Regions from separate parts of the Mus musculus genome. Here all the other regions are linked to region 4. Evidence: chromatin contacts called from public Hi-C and promoter capture Hi-C data. All regions are on one chromosome and are shown on one strand. Each heading gives the region's core, a stretch centred on a gene start, on an enhancer-like site or on the middle of the called end of the contact. The rest is flanking DNA. Distances are from core to core; before and after follow the strand shown.

Region 1 (3,006 bases), core at 191-2,690, 220 kb before region 4:
ACCATTCTAGCTGCAACATACCAGTAGGTGGGTGGCAAGACCATGGGTACACCAATAGCTGAAAACTATCCCTCAGCCGAAGCCTTCCCACTATGCAATGCTTTCACAAAGTGATAGTTTCCATACTACCTTCTGTGCTCTCTGAAATGCCTCTGGTTGGCAAAGCCAATCACAGCCAGAAATCCAAGCAGCAAGGGACTCTGGGAAATGCTGACTTTTTTTTTCCCTTCAAGCTCTTGTGGCTGACTACATGTGTACACAGAGGGTGTGAAAGCAGGTACGTACAGCTGGTAGACAGCACGAGGCACAGCCCTAGCCAGCTCAATTCTGCCAGCCCTGGGCTCTCTCAGCCAAGGCAAGTCCCACTGAGCCTGCAAGCACCATCACAGGGCACAGGCTCTGCCAGACTGCCTGGGCCCCATGACCATTGCCTTCAGCCAGAGTAGGGGAACGGTGCCTGCCCTGAGTAAGCGTTGTCGCCTAAACCAGCTCACACAGCCACGGTCCTCCCAGCCCAAAGGCACCTCCCCGGACTTTCCAACATTCCTCGACATGAACCTGATCTGAAGACAAAGGACTGTTGTTCCTGGAGAAGGTGGTCCTGGGATGCAGCTGACTTGAAAAGCCTGGGCTTTAGTTGATGTGTGGGTGATCCCGCAGAACTTTGTCTCAGACGGGGTCTCATGGCTTTGAACTAGTTATGTAACCAAGAATGACCTTAAATTTCCCATCTTCCTGCCTCCACCCACCTCCCAAGACTTACAGATGTACCTCCTCGTGCCTGGTTTACACAGTTCTGGGGACTGAACCCACGGCCTCAGTGGACTGAGACACATTTCTTAGACCGAGTGCTGAGGTTTCCAGATGTCTTTAACCAAAATGGACATGTTATGTGCTCACATATGTGTGTGTGTGTGTGTGTGTGTGTGTGTGTGTGTGTGTGTGTGCACATACTCACACAGAGAGCTTCTTTATAAAAAGGAAGGGGTCTCAAGGGCACTTGGCACAGTTTTACTAAGTCAACCCAAAGTCACTGACCAACTCTGTCACTCAGGAAGGAGAGGGCAGAGACAGGTGTTAGAAAAGGAGGTGAAGCCAACAAAGAAGAAAGCCAGGCCAAGGACTGCCCCTACCAGAGACATACAGCCCTGGAGGTCCCAGGACCCACACCAATTGAGAAAATCTGCTCAAGGCTGATGTAGGAGACAGAGAAGGCTCAGAGAGAAGGGCAGAGCCAACACTTGGCCTCCATGAGAGGAAACACTACCTTCTGATCTGGTCTGGGCTTTAGAATTAGGACCCACCCCAGCAGCCCTCCAGTGTTCCCTGCTCTTCTGGACTCCCCTGGAGCGGTGAGAGCCACAGCCATACCAGTGGCCTTGAGGCAGGGCATCCAGCTTAATCCACATCAGCGTCAGAGCGATGGCCTGGCTGTCACTGAGGGATATTTATAACTCGCCTGCCAGGCCCTGCTACCTGGCATGATCCTAGAAACTAGGCCACAGGAGCCCTGCAGGAGGCAGCCCTCCCCTCTACCATCACCCTCCCCCTGCCCTGTCCCAGCCTGGGCCTGATCCAGAGCAGTCTCTGCAATACACCGAGCTGTAAGTATCTCCCCACCTCGGCTGCGTCCTAGGCCACCGATGCCCATGGAGAATGCCAGGACCTGGAGGACGGCATTCCAGGAACTAACACCCAAGTCCCTCATCTGCCAGGGGCTGGCTCTGTGGCTCTCCAAGTGATAGCACATGCTCTTTCTTTGTTTGTGTTTCATTATCTATTTGTACAGTGTGGTTAGTAATGAGGGATTCATAAATAAAAGGCTCAGAACAGTGTTTAGTATAATGGACATTCTTAGTGGGTGCTGACTTGAGCAACAAGGGCTAGTGGCGACTAACAGCGAGCCCAGAGCAAGAGACCACTGTTCAAATCCTTGCTGTGGGATTCTCTTCCCATTATTTAACCTCTCTGGGCCTCAGTTATCTCCCACAACTGAGGAGTAGTATTAGTGCCTACACTGTGGAATTGTTGTGGCTTAAAGAGATTGATAACTACACTCTGGGATGCAGCCTGGCACACAGTAGACATCTGGTCTGTGTTAGTTTTGATGGTGAATCTAGAAAGTCCCTCCCAGCCAGGCTGCCTGTCCTCACACTGACCTTCCTAGCTGCCCCTCTTTCTTTTTTAATTCTTGTGAGCCCTGCTTCTCCTGTTCAGTCCTCCCTCGTCATTTTGGGGTCACTGCCCCCTTCTTCAAATGCCCTTAGTCTTGACCACCAATATGAGAAAATGAAGGATGCAGATGCAGTCAAAAGGTGGAACCCAGCCTGTCAGTGGTGGCGCATGCCTTTAATCCCAGCACTTGGGAGGCAGAGGCAGGCGGATTTCTGAGTTCGAGGCCAGCCTGGTCTACAGAGTGAGTTTCAGGACAGCCAGAGATATAAAGAGAAACCCTGTCTCGGAAAAAAAAAAAGTAGTAACCAGATCACACCCCTTCCTGCTTTGCCAGGGCAAAGTTTCCTGGGTCAGCTTTGGCTTTGCCAGTGTTCACCTCCCCAATTCAGGCAGAACTCTGGGATTCTGCAACAGGGGGATGGGAAAACTTGGCCACTCACAGATGTGCACACATGCACACAGACATGTGTATGTACATATGAACAAATGTACACACATAAGCATGTTCATGCAGTCACATGTACACAGACATATATGTACACAAATTAATTATACATGTGCACACATGTTTGTGCACATGCATAGGAAATGTTAACATAGGTGTATACACATGTATTAATACACATACATGAACACAAATGTACATTAGTCATACAAATACACATGACACACAATCCATGCACACACACATGCATATACGCATACCAATGTACAAAAGAACTCACCTTCACACAAGTACATATAAAATTTTTGTATATATGGACAGACACATGCATACACACCAGCACAAATTTATACATACATATAGCTACACACAGACATAGGCATGCA
Region 2 (2,733 bases), core at 89-2,588, 230 kb after region 4:
GAGAAGGAACAGAGTAAGGAAAGAGAGATGAAGGCATCTGCGGTGATCTTCTGGGCAACTCAGATGCTTGGCACTTCCCGCTCTAAGCATCTCTTCTCAGATCACCTCTCTTTAGCCCAGCCCGCTCCCAGGTGACACAGGGGATTTCCAAGGCCTTCAGAGCTGGCAGAGGGCTGCCCTGGGGTTAGGATGCCCTCGCAAGTCTCACGGAGTGGACACACCTCAGGATAGGGTGGCAACTCCACACAAGCTCTGCCCTCTGAGACTTCTTCCTTGAAAAGTTTCTTCAGTCAGCCTGGATGACTACAGCAATAGGCAAGAAGCTGGCCCCCTGCCACCCGGTGTCCCAAGCAGGCTGGGGCTCCCTCATACAGCCCTCCAGATGGGTTCTTTATCCAAACCTAGCTGTTCATGAGTGCTTCCTTTCCTGTGCTTGAAATACTTTGCCCTAAGCATCCTCTGTCTCTCCCTACCTGGCCCCTCTATTATCTCTTGGTAATGACCCCATCTAGGCTAGCTCTTCAACTGACAACCAGCCATCTCCTTACTATGATTCCTGCCAGCCCAGGCCCTGGCATCCGAGGAAACAGACTCTGTCATTAACCTCCCGGGACCACAAACATGACACTCATCTTCTTATGCTCTCATCTCATGTCACAATAACTAGCTCCTTTAAGGTCTTTAAGAGCAAAATTTCAGGCCCACAAACAACCTACTTAGAACCGAGGTTTGATACTGGGGACAAGCTTGTGGTTAACTAAAAGACGTTCACAATAACACGCGCATCCTGACTTCTGTAACCCATGGTTCTGCTACCCTATGCAGCAAGCAGAATTCTGTTAGATCCATTTAATTACAGGTCTTTATGGGAGACCCGTGGGTTGTCCATTGAACCCCATGTATCATGAATGCCTGTGTCAGAGCAAGATGAAGTCAGATGACAGAATCTTGGTGGGGAAGGAAGAGGCTTGAGATGAAGGGAGGCAGAGGCTGGGAGGTGCCAAGCAAGGAAGAGGCCGTAATTTAAGGCATTTACTCTCTGAAGAGTATAACAGATTCAAGCAATTTTTAATTAAATTTATTTATCTATTGTGGGCCCACATATGCTCAATGCAGGTGTGGACGTCAGAAGCCAGTTTGTGGAGGAAGTTGCTTCTCTCCTTCCACTGCCTAGGTTCCAGGGATCAACTCAGGTCATCGGGTTTGGCTGCAGGAGCCTTTACCTGCTGAGCCATCATCACCCCTCCCCTCCCCCCCCTCCCAGCCCAGATCCAAGCTATTTTAAGTCACCAAATGTAGTGATTCATTTTGACTGTCAGCTTAATTGGATTGAGGAAAGCCTGGGAGATTAGCGAAGCTGAGCCCTGGGTGTCTGCGACTGCATCCTGAGAGACCGCAGACCTTTAGGGCCCTGACCTGATCGATAGCTTAATCTCATGGTGGATCAATAATATGGTGGATGGTGTTACTGGGAGCAGGGTTTACTGAGAGGAAGTGGGTTAGTGAGGACATGTCCTTGGTGGCTATATCCTGTCCTGGTCCCTTCCTCTATGCTCCTTAGCCTGCTTCTTTTCCACCATAAAGAATGTCTGCTGCCTTGCTGATCTGCCTCACAAGAAACAAGGGAGCCTAATGACCATGGGCTGATCCCTCTACAACCGTGAGCCAAAATAATTAAACCTGCCAGGTCAGGGGGCTAAGGAAACCCATGGGAATAAGTCTGCAATAACTTGTTACAGCCCAGGTAAGAAATAAACGTTTTGCTTGTTTCTGGGTTTCACTGTGTCACTAATGCTAGACCGAAGTGCTGATGCTCACAGCTCCCTGAAGCAGTCACACTAGCAGCCATGACACGGTTTCCAGAACAATTCACCAGAAATGCCCAAGAGAATGAACAAGGTACGAGACTCCTAGTAGATGCCTTAGGTTCTACCATGGGGCAGCTGCCCACTTACACACTCAATGTGATGTTTGTTTGTTTGTTTGTTTGTTTGTTTATGAATGTGATTCTGTATGTGTGGGTCCCCTTGGAGGCCAGAAAAGTATGTTGAATCCCTGGGAGCTAGATTACAGATGTTTATGAAGCACCCATTGCAGATGATGAGAACCTAATTCAGGTCTTCTGCAAGAGCCACACTTATTCTTAGCTGCTGAGCGGTCAGTCTCTCCAGTCTATCTACAAATAACTTAAGCACCTTTCCTTGAAACATGGTTTTTCTATTAGTGCTGGTTGCCCTGGAATTTGCTGTGTAGGCTAGGCTGGCTTTATTTGTCAACCCTCCTGCCTCTGTCTCCCAAGTAGATGCATGTTACATGCTAGATTCCAACGTCTTTATCAATAAAATGAAGATAGTATCTAACAGACACACAGATGAAACTGGCTGCTGTATGATTCCCCAAGGTGAGTGGTGTTGGGATCCATGTTCCTTCCAACATTGAAAACACGCAGTGTATTCGGGTGTCTCGGGATGATGTCACTTCTCCCAGGAAATCAGCACAAAAAGGAAATTACAGCACTTTGTCCGATTGGCTGATTGGAGACCAGACCTTCACCTGACACTCTGGACCATAGCCACTGATTTGCAGTGCAAGCTGACACATTGGAATGGCCTCTAAAAGCCGCTCCATCCCCTGTTCACTTGTCCAGTGTGTATTGAAGTCTTACAAGACACCAAGCTGCCTCTGTGCTCAGAGGCAAAGAATCTCTAGTGAAAGGCAAGACCCTGTGCTGTG
Region 3 (2,863 bases), core at 96-2,595, 130 kb before region 4:
GGGGGAGGTGTTTCCTGTTTGAAGCAGGGATTTGAACAAAGGCTGAGAGACAAGACTCTTGTCCCCCTTCAAGAGACAGGAGGACTTCAAGCACCTCTGAGAGGTGTAGGTGGCAGAAGGGAAGGGAGATTAGGAGACAGAGGCTGGCCTGGAAAGAGGGCCATGGAAGCAAATGGGAGGGGCTGAAGTCCTGTTGGCCAGCAATGTAAACAGCAGTGCTCTGAGAGCAGAGTCTGGGCATGGTCTATGCTATCAGATATCACAATCATCCTGTAGAGGAGGCAGCCACTGGCGGAGGAGGCAGGACTGTCCATGAGGAGCATTGGAGCAGAGGGAAGAGGAGAGACAGAAGTGAAGTAACAGGTCAGGGATCTTTGAGTCTACAGTGTCCTGAAGTTAGCCTAGACTTGATCCCTGATCCAGGGTGGAAACGGTTCCTCCCTGCTTCCGCCATGTTGTTGGATTTCTTCATGTGGTACTCACAGTTCTGCAACGTAACAGCTCCCAGTCTGTAAGGTATCCTTGTGTAGTGAGAACGAGATGTCCCCCTCTGGCTGTTGGTAGAGCACCCTAACTGAGCAACCTTGCACAAGGAACAACCAACTCCACCATACCTTGGGGCCCTGTGCACAGTTATCCAGGTTTCAGCGACTGGGAAATGAGATTCAAGGCAGTTTGGACCCAACGGAACGCTCTCCTCCACCCTGGAAAGAATTGCCACTTACTCTGGATTGCCTGGCGTCAGGCCATACTCCAAGCAAAGGAGGCCCCTCCTGAGGCATCCATGTGCCTGTTGTACCCAGAACTGGCAGCTTCTACTAGGGATTGCTTAGGAACCGGAGATGGTCCAGCTGTTCCACTACATATGAGCACTTGTGTTTTCGGCTCAGAGAGAACCGTGGAAGGAAGGCTGGGGTTCTCAGAAGCAGAGGGCTCATGGGCTCAGAAAGGTTCGCTTATCAGGCCCTGATGGCAGGGAGCATTCACACATAGGCATCTGCACATGCATACCTGCATGTGTGTATGCACAAACATGCACATCCATATGCAAACCCAGAAGTATACTGGCAATACAGAATTGTGAAGCTAGGCTGTTAGTTTATTATCAGTGCCTCTAGATGAGATTTTTTTTTTAAATTTTATTTTTATTATTATTTTTCAGTGTGTGTGTGTTGTAGTGTTGTAGTGTTGTAGGGGGATGTAGGCACATGAGCACGGATACCCTGAAGTTGAAGTTACAGGTGATTGTGAGCCACGGCACGGCACGAGTGCTAGGAACAGGCAGAACTCTGGGTTCTCTGGAAGAGCACAGTAAGTGCTTTCAACTGCTGAGCCACCTTTCCAGCTTCTGCAGACAGATTTTTATACTTAAAACAATGCAAGGAGGGGTCAGCTAAAACGGGGGAGGGGAGAGCAGTGGACCTAGGAGCAGAAAAGGAAACTTCCTCTGGTTGGTGGTTAGTCCTAAGACCCAGACAGTGCCCCTACCCTAGACCCTCCATCCTTTGCAGCTCTCCCCACCCCCAGCCTCACTGTCTGAACCACCAGGAGCTGCTTCCAACAAAAGAGGCAACATTTAGCAGATGGCTGCTTAGATATATGTGCTGTCTCTCCGCCCTGATTTCCATTTAAAAGATATCTTAGCAACCAGCCTGAACCCCTACTCGCCCCTGAAGCCTGTAAATCCAGTGAAATGCTTTGTCTCTTGCTTCAGGTAAAAAGGGATAAGCCCCCTCCAGAATACTCCAGGTAGGAGAGTGGGAGGGGCCGGGACCAGCCACCTGGAGGGAGGCAGCATCCCGCACCTTCTTTTCATCTAAGACTTGCCCTGTTCAAGCTTCACACCACTCACCCATGAGGAACCCTGGATGCTGTGTTCTGTCTAGTAGTGGAGAGAGGAAACCTGACTTCCTGCCACTTGGGCTAGGAGCACAGACACCAGAAGCCAAAGTCTGGGCCTCCATTTAAGGGTAAAGAAGAATGCGCTGGGCCCTGCTCACCCGACAGGAACCCTTTGGGAAGCAACCTGAAGTGCTCCTAACCAGACACTGTGTCCCTCCCTCCTACTCTCAGATTATCTATTGAGATGATGGACTCTTAGAAATGACAGTTTCCCCAAACTCCCAGGAAAAGACTAAGGTCTGAGGTGACCACAGAGGGAGCTTAACTCTCAGGAAGATATTTCAGTTCTGACAACTTGTCAGACCACAGACGGTGAGACCATGAAGAGGACTAGAACGTCCAAGCTCCATCTTCCTCTCTGTTCTAGTGAAAGAAATCACATCAGGACCCCAGAGATGGATTTGTGGTGGAAGGTGGGGGGTGGAGGTCAAGGGAGCACTGTTTCTTTTCCTGTTGTGACCGCTAGAGCCCCTTTCTCTGCTTTTCGTAATTACTTGGCACTTTAATTCTCCTATCAAGGATTGGCAGATGAGCCAAGGAAGCCAGGAGTCCAAATCAACCTAAAACAACTCTGGTAACCCTTCCAGGACAGAGCAAACAAGGTCTGTGAGTTTGTGGCAGGGAAGGAGAGAGCTACATGTCTGAGCAGGAGGCCAGCCTTTGACATTGGATGTTGGAGTCTTTGCAGCTAGCATCAAAGGAAGGAGGGAAAAGAAGAAAGAAGACAATAGGAGGGGGAGGAGAGAAGAGAGAACACATGCATGTCCCTAGGAGAGGCTCACAGTCTCTAGTCCTTCTCTTGGTAGTGGCAGAAAGACACCCCCATATAGGATGCATAGCAGCATCCACACAAAGCCACAGGGGCAGGAACCACCTTCTAAACAACAGCCAAGAGAGGGGATACAAGTCTAAAGGGCAGCAAGAGCCCATTTCGGGCTGTTTGAAAGGCTCCGTGTGAGAT
Region 4 (3,092 bases), core at 386-2,885:
CAGGCTCCCTAAACCCGTCCCACTGCCCTGTTGGCTGCATGGCTTGCTATTTTTCAACTCTGTCTGAACCCAGGACATGGGACAAAAGCCTAGTTTATTTGCTTGCATCCACCAGCCTTCCTGATGCTCAAGCAAGAGTTTCCACCAGGCCCCCGCCCAAGTGCATCAACCCACCTCTGTCCTGAAACCTGGAACTCCACAGCTAGCTTGGAGGTTACCTGGTTACTTTCTTCCTTAGCTGGGTTTCCACTCTGCCCCAGGGGTCAGATCTTTCAAGCCACAGACAGACAAACAGACAGACAGACATGGACAGACACAGACAGACAGACAGACAGACACACATGCAAATGCACTGCTTTAACCAGGACAGAGGGCTAACATTTCTAGGCATGCATGTGGCTCCAGCTCAGAGGGACAGGCTCTGACAGCCCTCTCCCTGCAGGTGTCTGTCCGTCTGCAGCTGTTTCTGAGTGTACTTGGCATGAGTCGTGCTCGGTTCCTCTGCAGGCTTTGCCTGATTCCTGCTCTCTCTCTCTCTCTCTCTCTCTCTCTCTCTCTCTCTCTCTCTCTCTCAATCTCTCTCTCTTTCGATGATGTCTGGACTCCTTTCCCTGGAACCCAACGCTTCTGTCCTTTGTGCTCTCTGTGGGGAAGGTGGGGAGCAAGGCACTGCCCTCCTCCTGGGAGCTGTCTGCTGGTCTCGGTCTCAATTCTTGCTCAGGCCAGCCTTAGAAGCAGGGCAGGGCTGAGTGAGAGACAGAGGACTACCAACATGGGCATGGCTAACACCGGCTTACATACTGCTTTATCATGGCATTCTCAGCAACCCGAGTGGGCACACAGAGTCCTCCTGATCTTGGTTAGATCTGCCTGAGGCCAGGATAGGGTCCCTGCAACCATGCCTCCCTCCCCTCCTCCACGGCACTCCATCGCTGCCCCCCCCCCTGTCTCCACCCCACCCGTCCAGGAACCAAGCTCCTGAAGACCCCAGAATAGTCACCCAGACCTCAGCACCGTCCTAGCCAGGCCTGGCATGTGCTAACACGCAACAGCATGGTCTAGCGGCAAAGTTCTGCATTCAAGGATTGCCTTTGTAGGAGACTGAGGTCTCTTTCTCCAGCTTCCAAGCCTAACCCAGACCGGTCTGAAGCCTCACCAGGACCCGCTCTCCTCCCTCCCCATCAGTTTCTCCCCTTCCCCCACTCTATCAAAACACAATATAGAAGGAAGGATGGAATAGAGAAGGCATCCACAGGAGTCTATAGGATGGAGGAAGTCCGCAAGTGAGGCAGGAAAAGAGGCAAAGTTCCCCTGTTCCCCCAGGTGCGCACATCCCTGCGCCCATCTCCCGCGGACACCCAGCGTCGCCAAGACGCAGCAGCAGCGACAGCCACTCACCTGGGCAAGGCGGCATCTACCCGTGGCGGGGAGGCTCCAAGGCCGGCTCCGCAGGGCGCCCGGGCTCCTTGGCTCGGCCACGCATCCTTCCTGGCCGGAGACAGGCTCACGCTAAGCGCTCCAGCTGCAGCGATCCAGCGAAGGCAGGCAGATGGTGGCCTCGGACCATCCACGCGGGGAGAGCCCTGAGCAGCTTATTCAGTTATATCCATGGCATTTAGCAAGAAGAAGGGGCGGGAGGGGGAGTACAACTTGTGCTCTTCTCTTCCAGATTTTAAAAAAATAAGGGGGAAAAAGGATAAAAAAAGATAATCCCTTCTAGGAAGATGAGGGTAGGATTTTCCTTGTTGAAGAACCCCCCTGGCATCCCCAGGAACCTGCAGCCTCTTGGAATGTGGGATGTCTTCAAGTTCAGACCAGTCTGTCGTGTGTGTGTGTGTGTGTGTGTGTGTGTGTGAGCAAGGCACTCACACCCACAGGCACACACACACATACACTCCCCCGCACTCCCCGCATGCACACCACTGGCCCCCCCCACGCGTGCGCGCAAAGCGCTCTCTCTCTCTCTCTCTCTCTCTCTCTCACACACACACACACACACACACACACACACACACACACGCAGCGGTCGCACGCACGGATCTGTGAGGATGCTGTGCGGGTTATGCAGGCAGCTGCGGCCAGCGGTGCAGACAGCCTTAGAAACCCAAGGCGCCCCAGGACTCCGAGGCAGAGCGAAGCGCTCTGTCCCCGCCGGGCTCTCCAGCACTGCAGCCCCCAGTGGCCGCTGGCGGAGCTGCAGTAGCTCCGGACCCCAGATCCTGCTTCAGCCGGGATCCACAGCCCCGGAGGATCCTCGGTTCTAGCAGCGTTGGTTCGGAGTAAATGGGTTGGAACTGCAGCCCAGCGGGGCCGCGAGCCCTGAGAACCCCGAGGACCCGCTTGATCCGCCGCGCAGTGACACGACAGCTCCTGCGCACGGTTATCCCCGCGGCCAGGTCGAGTCCGTACTGCCGCCTCTCGTGCAGAGTACGCCTTGCACACAGCTACCAGCCCGCCGCCTGCTGGAGGAAAATTGGACCGCGTTGGCTCGGGGCTGCGGGTGGGGTTGGTGATGGGAGGATCGTGCCCACCCAGCCCTGAACCCAGCTAGGAGCCATCACTTTGGCTCCTATAGCAACCCGTGCTAGTTGCACACGACACACACGACAGACTTTTCCTGAACATTTCAAGACTGTCTAGGCGAATGGAAGCTCTTGTTTGACAGCCCAGCAGACCATCCTCCTCCACCCACCCTCACGTGACATAGTACGATTCCGAGGTTCTAGATTAAAGCGAAATGTCTAAGGCACGTGGTAGGTAGCAGAGTAATCACTCTGGGCTGGTCGTAGGCTTAGAATCACCAAACTAGTTCAGCAGAGTCTTAGTGGCCTCTGGGCTCTCAGTGGCCAGTTTCTGGGGAAGGTAAGCCTAGGGTTTGAAGTGCCGCCGTATATTTCCCTGTAGAGGACATGAACTGGGGAATGCCGATGTTGCTCCAGCTCTTAAAACCAAGGGCAAAGAGCATGCCTCGATTCATGTCTGCTTTCGCTTGTTCCGTGCACCTGTCCCAGATACCCACAGGGAGGCACATGTGTCATGTGGATTATGTCTCTGTGGTCCAACAGTGGCTCGGCTAGACAGGGCTGTACAGA

What was found. Promoter capture Hi-C pulls out the DNA fragments that hold promoters and counts their contacts. A called contact is a pair of places that touch in the nucleus more often than the background predicts.
Region 1: a contact with region 4 is called in a Hi-C map of rod photoreceptor, with 4 times the contacts expected there. The contact joins the enhancer-like site here to the promoter of Lrfn2 in region 4. A contact is called at or near these places in 8 of 39 promoter capture datasets (cranial neural crest, embryonic stem cells, epiblast stem cells and 4 more), 3 of 484 Hi-C or Micro-C datasets (rod photoreceptor and uterus), 9 of 115 datasets of contacts at active chromatin or transcription factors (bone marrow-derived macrophages, embryonic basal ganglia, embryonic forebrain and 6 more) and 2 of 9 other capture datasets (adipose tissue and macrophages).
Region 2: a contact with region 4 is called in a Hi-C map of rod photoreceptor, with 2.8 times the contacts expected there. The contact joins the enhancer-like site here to the promoter of Lrfn2 in region 4. A contact is called at or near these places in 4 of 39 promoter capture datasets (hippocampal neurons, maxillary cranial neural crest, second pharyngeal arch cranial neural crest and 1 more) and 1 of 484 Hi-C or Micro-C datasets (rod photoreceptor).
Region 3: a contact with region 4 is called in a promoter capture Hi-C map of hippocampal neurons, with 4 times the contacts expected there. The contact joins the enhancer-like site here to the promoter of Lrfn2 in region 4. A contact is called at or near these places in 11 of 39 promoter capture datasets (cranial neural crest, embryonic stem cells, hippocampal neurons and 5 more), 1 of 15 datasets of contacts at CTCF or cohesin (stem cell-derived epiblast-like cells), 24 of 484 Hi-C or Micro-C datasets (Kupffer cells, LSK cells, cerebral cortex and 8 more) and 10 of 115 datasets of contacts at active chromatin or transcription factors (bone marrow-derived dendritic cells, bone marrow-derived macrophages, embryonic stem cells and 3 more).

Annotation. Positions count from the first base shown.
Region 1 is chr17:49,152,670-49,155,675 of GRCm38.p6, reverse strand. No RefSeq gene overlaps it. Among named protein-coding and RNA genes, the nearest start is that of Gm30475, 18 kb to the left of the region's middle. Within about 2 kb of position 1,440, at least 10 of the 459 cell types and tissues checked have an H3K27ac peak or open chromatin away from gene starts, as enhancers often do. A contact at or near this core is called in rod photoreceptor, where this site is marked.
Region 2 is chr17:48,697,251-48,699,983 of GRCm38.p6, reverse strand. No RefSeq gene overlaps it. Among named protein-coding and RNA genes, the nearest start is that of Gm24071, 81 kb to the right of the region's middle. Within about 2 kb of position 1,338, at least 2 of the 459 cell types and tissues checked have an H3K27ac peak or open chromatin away from gene starts, as enhancers often do. A contact at or near this core is called in rod photoreceptor, where this site is marked.
Region 3 is chr17:49,062,668-49,065,530 of GRCm38.p6, reverse strand. All of the region lies in intron 1 of Lrfn2 (leucine rich repeat and fibronectin type III domain containing 2), which reads right to left. Among named protein-coding and RNA genes, the nearest start is that of 1700008K24Rik, 49 kb to the left of the region's middle. Within about 2 kb of position 1,345, at least 24 of the 459 cell types and tissues checked have an H3K27ac peak or open chromatin away from gene starts, as enhancers often do. A contact at or near this core is called in cerebral cortex, cortical neurons, forebrain and 1 more, where this site is marked.
Region 4 is chr17:48,931,125-48,934,216 of GRCm38.p6, reverse strand. It overlaps Lrfn2 (leucine rich repeat and fibronectin type III domain containing 2), which reads right to left and starts at 1,635. Exons shown (of 3, transcript NM_027452.3): 1 at 1,399-1,635.